Linked DNA regions of Mus musculus: region 1 is linked to region 2. The links are chromatin contacts, called in public promoter capture Hi-C maps. All regions are on one chromosome and are shown on one strand. The core of a region is the stretch at or near the end of the contact, and the rest is flanking DNA. Distances in the headings are between cores, read along the strand shown.

Region 1 (3,424 bases), core at 83-2,582, 61 kb before region 2:
AACTAGGAGAGCCACCTGCCTCTGCTTCCCACATGCTGCGATTATAGGTGTACACATCCAACTGGCCTGATTTTTACTTTCTTATAGCACCTAGGATAATCAGCCTAGGGGTGGTACTACTCGCAAGGAGCTCAGCCCTTCCATATTAATGACTAACTTAAAAGTACTTCCTAGGCCAATCTTATAGAGGTTATTTCCTGAACTGTGGTCTCCTCTTCTCAGTTTATGTCAGATTGAGAAATAAATAAATAATTAATTAAAAACATAAATAATCAGGACAGAGCAGTAGTATTCTGGGTCTATTAGCCTAGCCCACAGATCTTTGGTATTCTCGAGCTTGGGTCAGCAACACTTGAACATCTTTCTTTCTTTTTTTTTTTTTTTTTTGGTTTTTTTCGAGACAGGGTTTCTCTGTGTAGCCCTGGCTGTCCTGGAACTCACTTTGTAGACCAGGCTGGCCTCAAACTCAGAAATCCGCCTGCCTCTGCCTCCCGAGTGCTGGGATTAAAGGCATGCGCCACCACCGCCCGGCTTGAACATCTTTCTTTCTTTCTTTCTTCTTCTTCTTTTTTTTCTTTTTTTTTTTTTAAGATTTATTTATTTATTTATTTATTTAAAGTACACTGTAGCTGTCCTCAGACACTCCAGAAGACGGAGTCAGATCTCATTACGGATGGTTGTGAGCCACCATGTGGTTGCTGGGATTTGAACTCCTGACCTTCGGAAGAGCAGTCGGGTGCTCTTACCCACCGAGCCATCTCACCAGCCCTGAACATCTTTCTTAAATCACATGCATAGTCCGTGCTCCAGCAACTCTGGTAACAGAGATACAGGCATTTTGGGTATCATCTTGTAATTCTTCTGTAGACTGGACCTCACTTTTCCAAGGCATGTTTGTTCAGATGACCTGTCCCTGGCGTTCTGCCTCCCCGAGTCCTGGGATCCTTACAGCTTCACAAATGGGCCATCAATCTGTGCATACCGCGATCCCAGCCCTCAGGGAACTCCTACTGAGACACAGGATTCTCACGTCCGGCCGGGTCCTGTCTCAGGCTCTCAGGTACAGGCAAGCCTGTCACCTCACCCAGAGCTGCCTCACCACGACTCAGCCTAAGCTAGAGATGTTGCCTGACTGTTCTAGAAAATAGGCGGGGGGATAGGGAGGGACGAAAAGGCCGTAGAACTGCTGGATTGGTGACATGTAAGTGACGTCATCACGGCGCCCAGCCCTCTGGGGGTCATAACACGAAGGAATTGGCTGGCCTTCGATGACATTTTGGGCGCGCTGGCGGGCCGACTCTAGATGTTAGGGGATTGGTTGGTGTTGGTGTGGCGTCATCAGAGCGCGCCGGGAACGCCCAGGATGTATGACTCTGGATCTGTCGGCTGGGGATAAATGGCCCAGGCTGCTGCAGGGGCAATGCTACGCTTTCCGGCCTTGAGAGAAGTCGGGCGCTTCGCGGCGATTGGAGCTGCAGTTTCTACTGCGGTGTCACCGGGATAACCACAAAGGGCACCGCTTGTCTGTCTCCGCCTCTGACTACCCGTGAGTGCCAGGTACCGGTGTGGTTGCGGGCCGCTGGGGCCCGGGGAGCTGGTGAACTAGGGGCTGGCGTCTCCGCGCTGTGATTTCTCGTGGCCTGGCCATCAAGGAGTTACTGTCTCAGCACAGTGACATCTCACATCCCCAGGTCAACTGCCCTGAGCCATTGTCGCGGCAGCCAGGCATAGTGGTTGTTGCAGGCCTGTAGTCTCAGCGCTGGGGAGTTGAGTTATTAGATCACAAGCTCCAGGCTAACCTGAGCTAAGTAGTGAGACACACTTTCATGAAACAGTCTACTAGCAGGGCATGGTGGCTCGTGCCTTTAATCCCTGCACTCCAGAGGCAGAGACAGGCGGATCTCCGAGTTGATAGCCAAAGTGATCTACAAAACGGGTTAAGGGACAGCCAGCACTACAAAATAGCGTCTGTCCTAGGCCCCCGGCCCCCTGTTTAAAAAAGGGGGGGGGGAGAAAAGAAACAGTCGGTGGTCATTTGGTAATACGTCACGTGCTGCTTGCTTTGAACAAAAACATTTCATAATGCGGATTCTGTTGTGCACGACTTAAAAGGTTTCCTCCCCGACAGGAATGAGATCCACCCTAACCACTAAATGCAGTAGGAAAGGAAGGGGGAAGGGTGGGAAGTGAATTGGCTTAGAGGTGTTAGAGGTGACGTTTGAGGAAGTGACACTGTAGACTGGTCCTTGACAAGTCAAATAGATGTCTTCTGAAGCCTGAGAGTTCTCAACAAGGAGTAGATAAGAAGTTCCCAGCAGAGAAAGTAATAGAAAGATGTGAAAAGCTCTTTGGGGACTTGACCTGTGGAAAGTGCAAGAGTTTCGAGTCATTTGATAGGTGACAGGACTTGGAGGAGACTTTGCTTCAAGCCTGGTCTCCGGGATGCCAGCCTCTCTGCTTGTCTGTTTCTTGTGGTTAATTAAAGTGCCGCTTGCCTTGATCGGCCCTGGCCTGATGTCATTATGGCGTGTGCACAAAGTAAAACTGAAGGCATGAGGGAGGGAGAGGCAAGGGACAGCCTACTCTGGGGAGCATAGTCAACTGATGCCACTTAGCACCTGGCACCGAATCTTGTTGATGTCAACAAGTGTATTGAGGAGTTGAGACTGCAGCTTGAGTTCCAAGGAGACCATAATTTTCAGTGGCAGCTATGGACTCCATACGGGAAGCCTTTCTTTCTCTCACCACATTTGTTTTGTTTTTGCCAGAGCTGGGGATTGAACCTAGAACTTCCCCCTCCCACATGCTACGCAGAGCATTCTCTTATTAACCCAAGGCTTGGTATTTATGATGAAACGACCACTTTGCTCTTTGCTGAGAATTTATGAGATGGCAGTCTTTCCCATGGCCCCAGGATGGTTTGGGTTTCCCGTGCTTCTCACAAATAGCTTCTCTGTGCTCTTTGGCTGCAGGTGACAGGCCCTGGGGTCCAACTCAGAACCTCATTCTCTTCTAATTCCCACAGGTGATACTTAAATACATCTGTGTTTTTGGACAGCATTTATAATGGAGTTTCCTGACTTGGGGAAGCACTGTTCAGAACCAACTTGCAAACAGCTAGGTAAGAACTTTTGGGGGCTCTTGCTAGGGAAACAGCATTACATTGGCTGCTCTGCGGAGGACACCTGGCTGGTGCACTCTCTCGCTAGTTGGCCTCTGTCCTGGTTTAGCTTCTCAGCATGAAAACTCTGGTGCAGGAACACAGGGTCTGCTCAGAATTGCAAGTTAATGACCCCTTAAGGCCACGCAATAGCCACCAGGGCTTTGCAGATAACAAAGGCAGCTTGGATGGTTGCGATGCCACAAGAGATGATATCTGTGTTGAAAAGACGTGAAGACATTTGTGGGGCCTTCATTGTCTCTT
Region 2 (3,444 bases), core at 343-2,842:
ACTCCTCGTCCTCCCGGCTACTCTGGAGGTTGTGCTCCGGAGGATCCCTGGAGCACAGGCGTTTTAGACTAGCTCAGGCAGCAGCCTGAGACCCCGATCTCAAGGAATAAGGAAGACAGGAGAGAAGAAGGGAAGCAGCTTGTCCTTTACATAAGTTCCTGTGAAATACAACATTTTAGGCACTGCAGCCTGGAAGCTGAGCTTCATTGGTCCCTGGGGATGGTTCCTAGCCTGTATGACTCTGCCTCGGGGCTCTCTGGGGTAATCCAGGTTCTCAGCGGCACTAGCAGTGTCTCGAGACCCTAGGGTGTCACTGTGTAGGAGATGGGTGCTGGCATCTGGTGAGTGGAAGCTGAGAATGCTACTAAGTGTCCATATTGCCCCGGGCAGGGACATGGCAGCTACTGTCCCTGTGTCTTCCTTCACAGTCAGAGCGAGACAGCAAAGTGCTCCTCAGATGTGCTCCTGAAAACACATCTCTGTTGCTTTGCTTGTGGTGATTGCATTTGGTTTTGAGGTGGAGCAAGAGCAAACCAGAGGTTTAAATTGGCCTTTCTCTCCCCAAATACTGCTTCATTAAAATGATGGGAAGAAGAAAGGAGGGGCTGTGGCCACATCCTGCCTTGGATGTGTGGGTGTGGGTGGCCAACCCATCTTTCATGGACGTGCCCATCTGAGCCACAGAAGCGCCAGTCTTCTGAGTCTAGCTACAATGCAGAGGGTTTCCCTTCATTTCTTCTGATACCTGAGCCTGGTGCATACTTTAATCCCAGCACAAAAGGATGAGAGGCAAGTGGAGCTCTAAGTTTGAGGCCAGCCCAGTCTATGAAGTGAGTTTGATGCCAGTCAGGGCTGAAACAAACAAACAAACAAAACCTGAAAATTTAAAAGTACTCACCCAGAGTGTGTGAGTGTTGAGGCTTGGCCACAATTCCAGCAGCTTAAGGGGAGCAGAGTCCTTGGATGGCTTTCTCCCTAGATCTGATCAGCTGTTTTGGTGGGTGCATGGCAGAAATGACACCCTGGCTTCTGTCCTTGGTCCAGATCGCTGCTCTGTTAATCTAACGATCAGACTTAGTGTCCTTCTGATTTTCTGTTGGGTGTCCTGATCTGGGGAAACAAGACTAGGTTTTTGCCAGGCTTACGAGGCCCCTGTCCTTGAAACAGTTGTAAGCTTCCAGGACTCCCTTGGCAGACAGAGTGGCAGCATCGTGGTGTTACAGGGCGTAGCCAGGACCCAAGTGTGGCCGAGCTTTAGGTAGGCATGCTGTTGTTGCCTGCGCCTGGATAGACCTTGCTCACACCTATCGTGCAATCCTGGAGGCCGAGGGTGCATGACTGCCCCACCAGTGCCACCCCACCCCAGCAAGGAGTTCCGAGCCACACGCAGTCCCGGAACCTGAGTGTGAATCTTACCTGTGCCGTGGCGTTACCAGGCCATCTGCTGGAGGTGCTCCTGGAGCTTGCTCCAGGGATGGACCCTGGACTTGCAGCACTTTGGGGACGGTGCCCAGCAGGGACCCAGCAGGAGAGGAACAGAAGCACCCGCCCGATGCCTGGGGATGGATGCCTGTGGCCGTCCAGCAGCGTCTGGCCCCCTTGGCACAGCGCCTCCTTTATAGACTTCCCAAGCCTACTCACTGGGCTCTGGCCAGCCTCCCTTTAAGGCCAGCATTAACCATTTTTTTGCTGGCAGTTTTTTTCCTCCCACATGTAGACAGTGAAAACGACCCTGCTGGATGTGTATTTTATGGAAGTTTCCAGTGTGACTGCTGATTTTCACCCACTGACACATTTATTTAAAGTGTGAAAGGATTATAATATTGTTTACCTTTTAGGTAAGAATCCTTCCTCATTTGTTGAAGCAATGATACCCTTGCCTGTTTTAGCTTGTGCTGGCTTTAAAACTGAACACTGAGTTTCCTCAATCAGCATGGTAGGACTGCAGTCACACAGCAAATGTAAGCTATAGTTTTCCTAGGGATGCTCGAAGTGGGAAATACAGTCTACAAGTAGCCGGCATTTTGACCAGAAATTAGGAATCCAGGTGTGTTTTCTACTCTAATGTTAGCTAGGGCTAATGTCCCTCTACCCAGGGGTCAGCTCTGTCTCTAGTTCTAGACCGTGTACAACCAAGGTGGGGGGGGGGGGAAGTGGCCTTGTAACTTACTTAGTACGTATCCACAACACTGGGGTTCTCATAGAATTGTGGCCCTGGGGGTGGAGACAAACATGGGGAACAGGGCTTCGCCACATAATCGGACCTCCTGCAGCCCCGACCTGAGCAATCCAGTCAAGTGATTATGTATTCGTAATGATTTAGAGTTCGTTGGTCTCATTTGTGCACTCTTCTTTGTATCTGAGTGTGTGTGCATGTTTATGTATGTAGGTATAAATGTATGTGGATGTAGAGGCTAGAGAACCTGTTTGCTAGTCCTCAGGTTCTGTCCACCTTGTTTGTTTGTTTGTTTGTTTGTTTGTTTATGGCAGGGTCACTGATCAGCCTAGGGCTCACCAAAACAGGTAGGATGGCTGGCAAGAGACCCCCAGGGTCCCACCTCTTCCCACTCAGTGCAGCCCCCTGTGTTTTTAGCTTGATGTCTTTTTGATTGTCGGCAATCTGTGATGTTGAATACATTGAGAGGGCATTTGTGTTCTGAGCATGAATATTGCATACCTCTGCTGGCTGAGGACTGCAGAAACCACCACATGCTGCTCCTCTAAAGGGGGACTCTGTGCAGCAGGAAGAAGCAGATACTGGGTTGGAGAGGTGGCTCGGCAGTTAACACTTGTTGCTCTTAAAGAGGACAGAGGTCCAATTCCCAGCACCCCTAGGGTGGCTCACCATCATCTGTAACTCCAGACCTAGGAGATCCAACCCACACTCTCAGACTCTGGGAACCAGGCACACAGGTGACACCCATGCCGGTAAAACAGTCATACACATAAAATATGTTTATGAACAGATGAAGCAGTTAGCTGCATGTAGACAGCTACAGGGTCTCTAGAAAACAACGATCAGCTGCCCTGTGCCCACGTGTGTAGCTTCCTGCTAGAAACATGTTTGGTGGCTTTCTATAGGAAACTGGCTTAGAATCTTTGAGATATGCATTTTTTGAAATGTACACTTCTTTAAATAGAGTTCCATTAAAAATACAATTTTTAGTGGAAAAATACTGTTAGGGCCCCTTTGAGCTGTAGAAGCCCTGACTACGGAGTTGGCTTTTTCTCATTTGAGCAGCATGGGAAGAGCCCCTTGGCCCTTCAGTATCTTTTCACCAGCTTACCAAGTCAGGATGACGTCAGCACCAAAACAATGCCTGCGACACCATCGAGAAAGAAACAAATGCTGAGAAAACACAGCTTCCTTTTGAATTAAATAAATAAAACAGAAACCCAAGCCTTGAAATAGCCAAGGAATGCCACTTAAAAATAGCCGCTCCC

Evidence for each region. Capture Hi-C pulls out chosen DNA fragments and counts their contacts.
Region 1: a contact with region 2 is called in a promoter capture Hi-C map of adipose tissue. The contact joins the promoter of Zfand2a here to the promoter of Gper1 in region 2. A contact is called at or near these places in 6 of 39 promoter capture datasets (the C10 cell line, the HPC-7 cell line, frontonasal cranial neural crest and 3 more), 6 of 484 Hi-C or Micro-C datasets (the G1E-ER4 cell line, bone marrow-derived macrophages, embryonic fibroblasts and 3 more), 6 of 115 datasets of contacts at active chromatin or transcription factors (the HPC-7 cell line, the SCID.adh cell line, bone marrow-derived macrophages and 2 more) and 5 of 9 other capture datasets (adipose tissue, embryonic stem cells, liver and 2 more).

The regions. Positions count from the first base shown.
Region 1 is chr5:139,482,399-139,485,822 of GRCm38.p6, reverse strand. Zfand2a (zinc finger, AN1-type domain 2A) reads left to right here and starts at 1,332. Exons shown (of 7, transcript NM_001159908.1): 1 at 1,332-1,546; 2 at 3,026-3,121. The coding sequence starts at 3,067.
Region 2 is chr5:139,421,327-139,424,770 of GRCm38.p6, reverse strand. Gper1 (G protein-coupled estrogen receptor 1) reads right to left here and starts at 1,592. Exons shown (of 3, transcript NM_029771.3): 1 at 1,417-1,592; 2 at 899-1,110. All of the region lies in intron 2 of 3110082I17Rik (RIKEN cDNA 3110082I17 gene), which reads left to right.